Linked DNA regions of Zea mays: region 2 is linked to region 1. The links are chromatin contacts, called in public Hi-C maps. All regions are on one chromosome and are shown on one strand. The core of a region is the stretch at or near the end of the contact, and the rest is flanking DNA. Distances in the headings are between cores, read along the strand shown.

The links. A called contact is a pair of places that touch in the nucleus more often than the background predicts.
Region 2: a Hi-C map of ear shows a contact between it and region 1, with 5 times the contacts expected there. The contact joins the promoter of LOC100501436 here to the promoter of LOC100037792 in region 1. A contact is called at or near these places in 3 of 25 Hi-C or Micro-C datasets (ear, endosperm and leaf).

What each region holds. Positions count from the first base shown.
Region 1 is chr7:25,110,039-25,117,267 of Zm-B73-REFERENCE-NAM-5.0, forward strand. LOC100037792 (cytidine deaminase 1) reads left to right here and starts at 3,618. Exons shown (of 5, transcript NM_001112493.1): 1 at 3,618-3,638; 2 at 5,083-5,142; 3 at 5,342-5,532; 4 at 5,670-5,774; 5 at 5,868-6,056. The coding sequence starts at 3,623. The coding sequence ends at 6,056.
Region 2 is chr7:25,304,502-25,311,730 of Zm-B73-REFERENCE-NAM-5.0, forward strand. It overlaps LOC100501436, which reads left to right and starts at 2,869. Exons shown (of 7, transcript NM_001196151.1): 1 at 2,869-3,008; 2 at 3,097-3,219; 3 at 3,473-3,799; 4 at 4,097-4,217; 5 at 4,313-4,487; 6 at 4,592-4,662; 7 at 5,320-6,227. The coding sequence starts at 3,181. The coding sequence ends at 6,059.

The DNA.
Region 1 (7,229 bases), core at 2,368-4,867:
ATTTTAGCTCTTAATTTTTATGTCTATATTTAAATATATGATGATAAATTTAAACATATATATATAACACAATACATCAAGTATGAACTTATTAATTAACTAAAACAAATTTTAATTTGGAATGAAAGGAGTTTTTTTTCATCTCGTTTTTCAATATACATTTCTCTTCTTCTAATGTGTGATATATTTCTATCTCTAACTCGTTTTATCTCTTTTTTTTCTCACGAGGGTATTTAGTTCTTTTAGCTACCACGTTATTGGTAGCCGTGTACAACCGTAAAACACTGTTTTATTATCGAGAGAGTAATAGGAAGCTAGGTACACACATATGAGCACTTCTGGTTTGGGGCTTTTCAATGTTTTGATTGATTCATTGGAGTCCTTTGGTCTTGATATTGATGACATAAGGGGTCAAGGTTATGACAATGGTTCTAATATGAAAGGAAAGCATCAAGGAGTACAGAAACGGTTGCTTGATAAGAATCCAAGAGCTTTTTATATGCCATGTGCTTGTCACAGTCTTAATCTTACTCTTTGTGATATGGCAAAATCTTGTAGTAAAGTTGTTTCATTCTTTGGAATTGTGCAAAGAATATATACATTGTTTTCAGGTTCTACAAAAAGATGGAAAGTTTTACTTGATCATGTGCCAAGTTTAACTGTGAAATCATTGTGCAACACTCGTTGGGAAAGTCGTATCAAAAGTGTGGCAGCAATTAGATATCAAGCTCCTCATATAAGGGCGGCTTTGTTTGAGTTACATCATGCTTCTGATACTGAGCCCATGGCAAAGAGTGATGCAAAGAGTTTGTATGACTTGATTGGTACCTTTGAATTCATTCTTGGTATGGTTATATGGCATGATATTTTATATGTTGTAAATGTTGTGAGCAAGAAGTTGCAATCATCATCAATGTGTCTTCACTCTACCTTAGAGCAAATAGATGGTATAATGAGTTACTTTGACAAGTATAGAAATGAAGGGTTTGCTTCTAGTATGGTGATTGCCAAGGATATTGCTTCTGTAATGGGTGTAGAGGCATCATTTCCAGTAAAGCGGCGTGCTCTAAGGAAAAAGCATTATGATGAAAATGATTGCAGCAATGAGGCAAATCTACAAGGTGAGAAAGATTTTGAAGTAAATTACTTTTTAGTTATGCTTGATATGGCAAGCAGTTCATTAAAAATAGATTTGAAGACCTCCAAGTATTCAATGGTATATTTGGGCCTCTTCTTAACTCAGCATCGTTGAAATCATTGGATCACATTAAACTCAAGGATTATTGTACCATGTTGGCAAAAACTTTCTCTGTCGATGATTCATTTGATTTTGAGGAAAATAATCTGACATCAGAGTTAAGAATATTGCAAATGACACTGCCAGATAGATCAATGTCTGCTATGGAAATTTTTGAGTTTGTTAGGAGAATGGATTGCTATCCTAATATATTTGTTGCTTATCGGATATTATTTACTATACCAATAACTGTGGCATCAGCTGAAAGGAGCTTCTCAAAGCTTAAGTTATTGAAGAATTATTTAAGGTCTACAATGTCTCAAGAAAGGTTAAACGGGTTAGCAACTTTATGTATTGAGAAGAAATTATTAGATGATGTCAATATTGAAGCCATCATTGATGATTTTTCATCTAGAAATGTTAGAAGACATTTTTAAGTTGATCTCTTCAATATATTTGAGGTAATAATCTTACTTCTATTTTTTACTGCTCAAGTCTTTATGTGATACATTAAGTATAATTAGTTGATATATATATATATACATATAATAGTAAAAAAACGATTTTATGGTGTTGGGGCCTCTGTTTATAATCTTGTCCCGGGCCCCTTAAATGTCAGGAACGGCCCTGGTAATAGGGAGCTAGGTACACACATATGAGCACTTCTTCCCTTTTATTTTAATATATCTTTTCTAATATAACATTGTAGATACATTTCTCTTCTTCTAATATATCTTTCTCTTCTTTTAATATATTTCTATATATAGCTCTTTCTACCGGTAAAGGTTTTTAGTTCTTTTAGCTATCGTATTGGCATGCCGTATATAAAATTCCTAGAATGTCCACTGTTTTAGTACCGAGAGAGTACTCACACATGCATGCATGCTAATAGCGTTTCGACCTGTCTGCTAATTAACTAGATCATTAGACACATAACCCATATGTCAGAAACTTTGCATCGGTCTCAACGTGAGACACGATCAGTAGCACTTTACGAGATCTCTGCTAAATAGAATTAATTAATATAAGAGACAAAGTTTACGTAATCTCTGCTACAGAAGTGCTCCCTTGTATTCTATCTAGTAGGCGATGCTGATGCATATTAAGGAATCGGTGAGGACTTCAACTAGCCTTTCGCTTTGCCTACACGCAAGGAAAATATTGAGGGACCAAGGACGCCGACGCCAAAGCAAGCAAGCATTCAACGAGGAAAATGTGCAAGGTCCAGCGAGGCTGGGGTGGCGCACGTCCCCATTGCGACCGATTAGAGGAGAGAGAATGAGATTAGCTCCAACAAGAAACTCTAAGGGCTTGTTCGGTTATTCCCAATACACATGGATTGGATGGGATTGGAAAAAATTGAGAAGAAGTTTGACTTATTTGGGATTCAAACCCATCCAATCCCACTCAATCCACATGGATTGAGAGCTAACCGAACAGGCCCTAAAGGGTTTTGTATCCTAAATTTAGAGGATCAGATCGTCCTCTAATCAATCCAGCATCATCATCTAAACGATCCTATAAATTTAGAGAACGTGGTTAGATCCTCTATATAGATTTTCTCTAAACGTTACTCTATCCATTTGAATATTTTAAACAACCGATTTAACAAAACTAAAATATGTACAACACATTTGAGAGTATGTATGTAAAAAAATTAAAAATTTAAAAATGTCTATAATATATGTATTTTGCGTATAAAAGACGTGATTTAGAGGACGTTATTTGAGAGAAATGATATACAAAAGATATAATCTTTTAAAATAGACTGTAAAAGATAAATATAGAGGATAAATATAAAAAACGTTGCTGGAGAGCATGTGAATGCGTGCTCGGGCGGTGGTCGGCGCAGGCGACCGGCCGCCGGAGTACTTAGCCCATACGGCAAAGAGTTCGTCCCCGGGCAGACTATCCCAATTCCCAACTCCATCCGAAAGGCGTAGAGCCTGCCAAAACAGGTCACACTTGTTCCGTTGCGCTGCGGGAGGTGCACCATGTCCACCCATCTCATGGTACACCAGCCAGTAGCCACAGACCAGGGCCGTGAGAGCGGCGGGGCGGGGCGGAGACCCGTCTCCCAGCGGTGAACCAGGTCCGTGGAGTTCACGGCCGCGGTGCGTCGGTGACTCTCCCGCCTCCCAAGTCCCAATCAGCCGCGGATAGGGTGCTGTTGTGGACCCACTTGGCAGTCACCCTGAGTGGCTCCAGACGGGTCGCAGTCGACCCACACGGCCAGCGGCCTCGCCCGCCTCCTTATTTAGAACCGACGACGACACCCATCCGACCCGATCGGCGGGAGAGCACGAGACGCCCCTCTGCTTCCTTTTCTCTGTCGCTCAAAAGTTGCTGGAGCCCTCTTCTCTCTCTCCTCTCCGAGCCCCAACCATGGATGAGGCGCAAGGTACGTGTCTCTCTCTCTCTTATCGTGATCGTGCTCCTGTGCCTCTCTCCCTGGCTCCAATTCCAGGTCCGTTCTCGGTTCTGTTTCGAGGGACCAGGATGCGGCGGGGGGGGGGGGGGGGGGGGTGATTGAGCGAGCGGATTCTGGTGCGCTGGTCCCAATGGGGCCTCATCCGGCGGTCCGGGCATGCCGTTTCATCTCCCCTCGCGTTGGCTCTGCTGGGCGTGGATCCCGCCGGTTACTACTTTAACGTTCACGGCGTACAATCGAATTCTAAGCCCGATTTTATCATGTTATTATACCATATGCCTCGCGTACGAAAATGCACACTAGTTGATTACTCAGCTTGTTGCTTTTGCTTTTGCTTTTGCTTTTGCTTCTGCGAATCTCGTCGGGTGAGCCTGAACCGCTAGGGTGGGGGTGGGGATACGGAGCGATTCCGGCGGTGCTCCATATCCCGTGGAGTATATGGGCATTGGACAGTGTTGTTGTAACTCTGTTGCCTGCTTGCCTACTGGGTCACCTTGGCCCCCCTTTTTCCGTCAGATTCCAATCAGATTGTGCATCACAAACTTTAGTTTTTATCTGGATGCACACGCATGAGCTGAGCGTCGATGCTGTAAGGTCCACCAGTCTGCTTGTTGCTCTACTGAAAAGACATCATATAAGCATGACATCGTGGAACGATTTTTCTTTCTCTAAACTATACAGCAAGTAGACAGACCATAGGGCTGGATCCATGTGACCATGCTACTATTATTCTTGTCTGTGTCTTTCCTGCTCATTCCGCGCCAACAGGGCACATGCCAAATAGATATGTAGGCATCAAATGACAAGAAACAGTACCTAATGAAACCAGAATTCGGTTTTGGTTCCACAAGTAAAATTCTAGGACATTCTGGTATCTGACAGAAAAATTACTCAGATATGTAGGCATCAAATGACAAGAAACAGTACCTAATGAAACCAGAATTCGGTTTTGGTTCCACAAGTAAAATTCTAGGACATTCTGGTATCTGACAGAAAAATTACTCTTTACAAGCGGGGATTTTTTTTAAAAAAAAAGATAATGGAAACGAGGTTGCAGCCTAGAAGTGGGGAAGTGATTTGAGTGTTTGCCATGAATGAATTGATGTCTGAAATACTTAACTGAAGATCCGTTGTCTTGAAATTGAGCCAAACTATTTGTTTCATTTGAATGTACAAGTCATAATTGATGTCATTGAAATTTATGCCTTTGCTTCAAAAGGAACCTACAATATTTTTCGCAGCTGCATCTTTTCTTGTCTGCCAACCTGATCTCTTTGTGGTTCGGTACAAGTTTAGGACAAAGTAATCTGATGAAATTTAATCGCTGATTAGCTGTATATAATCGATATTAGCAGCACGGTTTCTTCTGATAAACCATGACCTCAATCTCAACGTATGTGCTTTTGTACTGCAGTTGTGGAGTCAAAGGATGGAACCATCTCAGTTGCTTCTGCATTTGTTGCTCATCAGGAAGGTGAGAACATTGCCATGGTATTTTTTTTTGTAGTTCCCTCGTAGTTGCACAGCTTTACTTACTGAGATAAGGTCAACACTGGACATGGCCTGGACCTATGATCTCTAAGGTCACAGTTTCTCGCCTTTGGTAAAACTTGCTCTTATGTAACGACAGCAAGAAAACTGATCTAAGACCTGCATTTTGGTGAATTTTGCAGCTGTACAAGACAGGGATCACAAATTCTTGACAAAAGCAGTGGAAGAAGCATACCGAGGAGTCGATTGCGGCGATGGAGGTCCATTTGGAGCAGTTGTCGTCCGTAATGATGAAGTGGTTGTTAGCTGCCATAACATGGTTCTGAAGCACACTGACCCTACTGCGCATGCTGAAGTAACTGCAATTAGAGAGGTAAATTACCTGAAGGCTACCATTAGCAGTCTTACTTAGTAAAATTATCATTACTTTAATCTCTTTTTGCAATCTGTCTAGCAGTTAATTTCATTATTTGATATGTGCTTGATGGTCTCTGTATGCCCATATTTTAGGCTTGCAAAAAGCTCGGGAAAATCGAGCTCTCTGACTGCGAAATTTACGCGTCCTGCGAGCCATGCCCAATGTGCTTTGGTGCAGTTCATCTCTCCCGAATCAAGGTTCATAATTTACTGTTTTGATTGCCTAAACAGATATAGGCACAGCTAGACATTACTGCGTTGTCTAACATTCCTACATGTCCTGCAATGCAGAGGCTGGTTTATGGGGCCAAGGCGGAGGCTGCCATCGCCATTGGGTTTGACGACTTCATTGCAGATGCTCTGAGAGGCACTGGGTTCTACCAGAAGGCCAACATGGAGATCAAGAAGGCCGACGGCAATGGCGCACTGATCGCCGAGCAGGTCTTCGAAAAGACTAAGGAGAAGTTCCAGATGTACTGATGCTTGGCTGAAGAGGGATTTCGGATTTGTACAATGCTCACCCAGAAGGAATAAATACATCGCCCAAATGTCCATTGTTTCGAAAAAATTTACCTCAATCCCAATGCTTAGCATTCTGATGATGCCTGAATTCCTTGTAAACAGACACAAGATTGTTCTTTGCTGTAACTCATGTGCAGTTAGTGGAATTCACTTTCACCCTTTCTGATGGTGCCTTTTAGCACAGTAAATTCAAGTATGAGGTCGCTTTTCTGACGTTTCATGTTTTCAGGGTGCCATTGTAGATTCAGAATGATGTCAGAACTCATAAGCTTCCGCTTACAGGTTTACATGACTGATGCATAAAGTATCAACAAACTACTATATTCTGCATAGGGAAGCAAAGCCTGGCAGTGAAGAATTCCTTGAACACCACACACTCATATACCTCATATTTCTAAAGTCTAAACCACCTTGCTCTCAGGCAAATAAACTTGGTCTAATACTAATGACCTCGTTTGAATAAACGGGGCAAGAGCAGCTTCATCCATCGAAGACATACCAAACCTAAGCGATTTAGCTTCATTTTCCACCAACTCCAACTCGAATACTTCAAGGTCCGCCAAGTCCTCTTTAGAACCAGCAGAAGTCACAAATTAAAGATGAGTTCTTCAACATCAGACATCTTCACAAAGACAACAAAAAAAAATTCTGAAATCGTGCAAAATCAAGCAAGAAACAAGGTTTCATGCAAAAAACTTCGATATGCTTAGGCTAAAAATAGCAAGAATATTGGAACACTGGAAAACAGTAAAAGTCAGAACTATATATGTCCAAATAGGCGGGCCGGACCGACCTGGCCCGGCACGGATTGGAATCGTGCCGACCCGGCCCGAATTATTAAGAAGGTTGTGCCGTGCCGGCCCACAGGCCCCGAGTGAGCCCCAGACATGGCACGCTAAGGTATTAACCGTGCCGAGCTGGCCCACGGCCCGACGGGCCTAACGGGCCTATAATAGTATATGACGTTTAAATGATAAAATATCTTAAAAATATGCATATATGAAGGTTTAAACCATAGTTATTAGCTCTTAACACTTATTTACGCTCACAAAACAAACAAAACAAATGTGTTTATTGTATTTTATACTCTATGTTGAAGTATAATATATGTATTTGTATGAAAATGGGAAA
Region 2 (7,229 bases), core at 1,619-4,118, 190 kb after region 1:
TTCAGATTTAGAGTGGTGAAAAAAAACCACCGCTACTATTAGATAAAAATAGGCTTTCTCATTCATTCATTCATTCTTTTTTTTTTTCTATATGGTTCGTTTTCCCATCGCTTACTCGTCTGTTGTCGCCTCGGCCTCCTTCAGCTCTGGCTTGTCATCTCCCTCTCTATGGCCAACAGCCATGCCTAGAGATGGCAACGGGAACTCGATCCCCGATTTCCCGCGGGGAATTCCTCTATTAGAGGACGGGAATGGGGAAATTTCTTCCCCCACGGGGATGTAAATGGGGGAAATTTCTCCCCCGACGGGTAAACGGGGACGGGGATGGGGAAGCATTCTCCATCCCCGTTCCCCGCGGGGACTCGTTAAACTTACATATGACGATGTTTTTATATAATAGTTAATAATAGAAATAAATAATTATCTTAACAAAAGATCACTAGTTGTACAAATGCGTTCATTTTAATGTACACATAATGATTTTTACATCTAACATTATGTATAAGTGACAATGTTTTACATTAATAACAAACGAAGTACAATCTAATTATAATTTAAGCGGGTACGGGGATCCCCGATGGGGATTTATCCCCGCGGGTAACGGGGATGGGGAAGAAATGTCCCCCGCAAACGTTCGTGGGAATCCCCGCGGGGAAAATTTTTCGTCGCGGGGACGAGAATGGGGAGCTAAAACCCGACGGAGAATTTCCGTTGCCATCCCTAGCCATGCCCCTCCACAGGTCAACCGTGCATCGCCTCGCCCATCCCGGACGGACTTGCCCGGTCGTACCCCGCATGTTTGACGTTTTCTTTTTACTTAAAGAAACAAAAATAGAACAGCCACTAGCCACTGATATGTGGGACCAGCCGGGAAAATTTGAGGCCCTAAACAAAATATTAAAATTAGGCCTATTTTAGATAGAAAAATAAAATTGTATTAATGTATATTCGATATTTTGTAGTAATAGTGTACATTACAACATGATAATTAAGAAACATACATGTTATTTACCTTTTCATTTAAGCAACATCAGAGAAAATGTGTTTTATAGAAACAATATGCCTAAATGTAACTATGATCGATCTAGGGAGATAAAGAAACACATAGGTTTGTTTGGTTGGCTTCTTCCGGTAGTCCGGCTGTATGAGCCAGGCTGGCGGGAGCTTGGTTCCAGAGATGCGACCAATTTGCACGCGTCTGCAGAGCTTGATCAGGGTGCTTTAAGTATTGTGCGAGCCTGATTCCACATCTGCACGCAGGTAACCAAACACACACCTCGCACGCATAGAACCTGGTTAATAACAACCAAACACCAGCTCATTGTATCCCGCGATGCAAGCACCAGCAAATACATGCAACCAAACACATGGATAATGAGTTGAGGGCCTCACCTTAGCGATCCAGCGTCGTGCCGCTGTTGTACGCCGTCCGCCTGTCCCAAGAGGCAAGAGAAAATTGCCATAGCAAATAGCATGGTGGACTGGTGTTCGATCACCATAATAAAAAGAAGCAAGATCATTTCAAATTTAAATATAATAAAAAGCTAGGAATTACTAGATAGAGACCTAAAAAGTGGTTTTGTAGCTAATAACATAGCTCACCAAGATAAGACCAAAAGGCTATTCCCAACATCTTACTCATCTCTATCTACTATTTTAAATTTCATATATAAACTATAAAATTTATAGTATAAAATAATATTTTCCACAATTATATTGGCCATAATAGCCTTAATTTGGCCTTAGCTAGAATTGCACTGTCACGGGATACCAATAGAAAAAGAAAGATGAGAATACATGTAAGTTAGAGTCGGAGTTCATGGATAGAAAGTAAAAACAAGTCAAGATAAAACAATTATAATCAGATAAATAAATAAAATATATTCATAAAAAGGTACCTAAATAACATCCAAATGCTATAATAAGCAAAGTTAATCCGTTTATGTTAGCCAACTTACTGTTTATATTTATTTGAAGAATAGACCGCACATTGTTGCAGGACTCTATGTTTTTGCATCTACTTTTTTTTTATCAGAAAATGATACATGGGACACTCAAATCCCCTTCGTGATTGAAGGGGATTGAGAGAAAAATTTGTTCATTTTCTTTCAAACCCCCTTCAATCTTGTAGGGAATTTGAGTTTTCAAACTAACATAAAGAGATTGGAATTTAGTAGCATAACATAGCTTTTAGTAGAACATTATGTGAATAATTAATGGAGGATGAGGTGGATAGCTTGTATATTGACTAGAACATATATTACTTTAGCTTTTCCTAGATATATAATTTTTATATAAATTTTAATTATACATTTATGTCTAGATGTACAGTAATGATTCTGGATAAAAAAGATTTATAATTTAGAATATAATGTTGTATTGGTACTTTAAATATATAGGGGATGTTTGAGATGGCTCTAGGTTCTAGGTGGAGCTATAGTTTATAATATCAATTTAAATAGTTTTAAAAATATTTTTAATCTAAATAATAAATAAAACGATTTATCTAAATACCTTATAAAGATCTACAACTTTAGCTCTATAATTTTTTAGAGTATCTAATGATCTGGTACATAAATTCTACTAAATTTTATAGAATCTGTCCGACCATAGTTTGATTAAAAAATAGCTTAAGGGTCCGTTCGTTTCGCATGGAATGAAGGGGTGGAATAAATCTGGCTTAGATTTCTTCAATAATTACTATAAGTTTTGGAAATTTGAAATTAATCCTGGTATGTTCCAGCAGAAACGAACGGGCCCTAAGGCAAGTCTAATCCAGCAGCTTTGTACTTTGACCGCGCTGACATTCTCTATCCATTTCGTTCTGGACGCTGCTTGCTTCCACAGCTCCACCGTCATCCATTGCATCGCGTAATCCTGCAGGTGCAGCTACCGGCATCCTATCGCGGCTTCGCTTCGAGACGGAAGGCTGTCCCGCGAGGTGTGGAGCCGAGAGCGGTTCGCCGTCCGAGAAGGGTTCACATCACCTCTTCCTCTGCCCCCCTCCGGTGAGCGAAACTCGACGGTTCCTCTGCTCTCAGTTCGCCGTTCCCCTGACACGCTCTTCGCTGGTCTTGTGGCGCTAATAACCTGCAGGTCTGTCTTCGGGGTCTCCCATTGGTGGCTGCAGTTGTTTTGATGGGAACTCAGTAACCGCTCGAGAGGAGAGGAAAGGAGCGGATGCTCAACTGTAGCAGGAAGATGGGTAGATCCGCGAGTGTAAGGAGACCGTATTTCTTGTTGGGTATCTGGATTGGGGTTGCGATTCAGTTTTTGGTGTTTCCTCGCGAATTGCTCCGCCGTCAGCGCCTTTCCTGAATGGGGGTCAATTTGGCTCTCGGGGTGCTCGGATGTAGAGCCAGAGATTTTTTTTGGGGGAAAGAATCAAATGGGCATATTCACGCAGATCATTAAGAATGGTAGAAACTTCAATTCTAAGGCTACTGACGCGGACACTTTGAATTTCGCGCAGGTTCTTCAAGTCCTTCTGGTTTCCGCAACCATCGTTGTTGCTCAGACGCAATGGGCTAGTGGTGTATGGGGCATGTACTGCGAGGACTTGACAGCGAGTGTAGAAAGGCCGCACAGGGCCTCGGTAACCGATTTCGGCGCCGTCGGAGATGGTGCGACTCTTAACACGAAGGCGTTTCAGAATGCGCTCTTCCACCTCGACTCATTCGCGAAGAAGGGCGGGGCGCAGCTGTTCGTGCCTGCTGGGAGGTGGTTGACTGGGAGTTTTAGCCTGATCAGCCATCTCACGCTATCGCTGGACAAGGACGCAGTGATTCTTGGATCACCAGTAAGATGATTTCACAAATGGTTCCGTAGGCAATAATAATTCACCTACTTTAAGTAGAGTTGCTTCTGTTTTGCCTCGTCGCTGTGGCTTTAGACCGTTGTCTTTTTCTTTTCGTACAGTTCTCACGTATTGAAACTAAGAGAATGTATAATCGCCTGTACATCTTGACAATAAATAGTACCAATAATGCCTCATCACAAGTTTACTGTAAGTGCATCTCATGTTTTGATGAGTAAGTTTCTACTGAAACAACAGTGCAGCCGTTTGGTTATGGTGTTCTTATGAGGATATTTGCAGGACTCCTCTGACTGGCCAGTGATTGATGCTCTTCCATCTTATGGGCGCGGTAGAGAACTCCCCGGCAAAAGACATCAAAGTCTAATATTTGGATCCAATCTTACCGATGTGATAATAACCGGTAAGCATTTATAGTTGCATCGAGCACTTCATACGGTTTTCCTTTTGGTCTTCTGGTGTGTAACAAAAACAAACTACTGATCTGCCTCTTTTCAGGTGCCAATGGCACCGTCGATGGCCAGGGTGCGGTTTGGTGGGACTGGTTTCACAACCACACATTGAACTATACTAGACCACCGCTCGTTGAGTTGATGTACTCTACCAGAGTTGTTATTTCCAACCTGACCTTCATAAATTCGCCGTTCTGGAATATCCATCCTGTGTACTGCAGGTTCCTTTCGAGGATTTCCTCTTGTCATTTATTACCGAAGCACCGTTTCAATCGTGATGATAATAATTATCCTTTGTACCGTATTTTTTCCCCCGAATGAACAGCCAGGTTTTGGTCCAGCATCTCACAATCCTAGCACCTATCAGTTCACCAAACACCGACGGCATCGATCCAGGTGTGCGTTCTTGGGCTTGCTATGGCTCACTGAATTCTTTATTTAAATGGATAGTTGCTTTAGTTTATGTGCTGTTGGCCTGTTTGCTCCATTTAGCAGTTGGCCCTGCACTTTGTAAAAATAAAAATCAGTATCATGAACAATCGCAACGCATGACTGTGTTCTGGCCTGAAAGAAAGAAACTAACACTAGGATGATTTGCATGTCAGTACTCGAGACAGGCATCATATATGTGCTTGAATGTATCTTTGTTTCTTTCCTTCTTATATATAAAAACGGTAGACCTAGTATCTGTGGGGTCTAGGGAAGTGATAAGCCAAGGTAATCCCCCCACCTCCAAAAACAATGCGGAGAGGCTACTTCGAACCTTGACTCGGTTACTCAGTGGGATAGCTATCATAATTGCTCTGAGCTTGCCCTTCTTTTCTCTGATATATATATGTCCTAATTAAGTGAATGACCATAGTTATTGCATAAAGTTCAAAAACTTCAAAATGTTATTTCTTGATGTATGGCACCATGACACCAGTATTTCCTGTCAGACACATTTCATGTATGTCATGAAGTCCTGAACTGTGTGCTTTCCTTTATGATCTCCTTTTTCGTTTTCTCCGTCGCATGTGTGGTACTAATGCAGCTTGAAACCCCATCATCCAGACTCGTCCACAAACGTCTGCATCGAAGACTGCTACGTCAGAAACGGCGACGACATTATCGTCATCAAGAGCGGGTGGGACGAGTACGGCATCTCCTTCGCCCACCCCAGCTCCAACATCAGCATCCGCAACATCACAGGACAGACGAGGAACAGCGCCGGGCTCGCCTTTGGAAGCGAGATGTCAGGCGGCATATCGGACGTCCGAGCGGAGGGTGTCCGGATCGTCAACTCGGTGCACGGTATCCGCATCAAGACGGCCCCAGGGCGTGGAGGGTACGTGAAGAACGTGTATGTAGCTGACGTCAGCTTCGACAACGTTTCCATAGCCATCAGGATCACTGGAAACTATGGTGAACACCCTGACGATGGCTACGACAGGAACGCGCTTCCCACCATAAGCAACATAACCATCAAGGATGTCGTGGGTGTCAACATTGGTGTTGCAGGAATGCTGCAGGGCATTCCGGGGGATAGCTTCAGTGGCATCTGCTTGTCAAATGTTTCTCTAAGTGTCAGGTCTACTGATCCATGGAATTGTTCACTTGTCGAAGGGTATTCGAGCTCTGTGTCACCTGAGGTGTGTGAGCAACTGAGAGCCACTCCTGGTCCTGGGTCCGGACAGATGTGCTATGGAGGTAACTATCCGGCAGCTGCGGCACAACCGCAGCCGCCGCAGAAGTCAGGTGCTAGCCGGCTGGTAAGTCCTTTCCTCTCGATAAGTTGGTTTCTACGTAGGTAACCTTGAGCATAGTATCTACTTATCATTTTCCCCCCCTGTTCCCACTTCCCAGCAGCTTGGTAATTGTAGTTTATGGAGTTCAGTACCATGTACACTTGTTCCAAAAACTATTTGCTGGGGCATGTAGCTACTGATTATTCTTACTCAGAAATGGAATGGATTTGTTTGACTTGAACAGTTCTGTTGAAACACGTCAGGTTCTGGGCTGGCTTGTCCTTGTAAGATACGGGTGCCGGCATATAACTTGGTTTCTCCTCGCAAACGAACTTCCAGGGTTATTCAACAAAGGCTAAATTGCATTACAAGACCGTGTAAAAATAATTTTGTTTTCTACCGTAAGTACCTCTGCTGCAATTTTGTTTATTGATATTCTTGTGCTATCTAATTGCTAGGATGTGTTTTCTAGGCAAGCACCACTAGTACCTGAGAATAGGGATTCCATCCCTTGATTTTGGTACTATCTTTTTAATAACTGGTACTGAAATTAAAGGTAGGCTCTGTCAACGGTTTCGGTACTGGTTTTAATGCCATAAGCTTTTGTACTGATTTTAAACACCAATCGATACTAATATTAAGGTTTTAGTATGTAATACTAATAGAAATTAGCAACAAATCAAAGAGGAGCTCTGTTCATTGGCTACATAAGATGCAAAGCGGGTAGGTGTAATATTACTTGAATTGTGTGAGTTAATCGTCTCACTTGTGACACGTAATATATATGATATGAAGTAATATATATGAAGATAATATAATTTTGGTACTATCTTTTTAATAACTGGTACTGAAATTAAAGGTAGGCTCTGTCAAAGGGTAAAAGTTGGTACAATGGTATTCTTTTTTTTAGAATTTTAAAAGGACTTTTATGACTTTAAAATTTTAACGTATGCCATGTCAGCCCATCCATGTAGACACGGACACAGATTTGCACTCTAGACCTGCAACCCTGGACTACCAATATCGAGCCATGCAGTTTTTGCAACGGGTTGGCTTGGATGTTGGTTGTTCATCTTTTCAGTCCAACGGTATTAGTTTACCGCGTCTTCAAATGTCAAGCTCACTAATTACCAACAAAAGGGTGATCAGGGAACCTATTTGCACATTTACATTTTATATGGACGGGCCCAATAAAAAAAATAACAAATCTTATACCAGGCAAAATCAGTAACACTG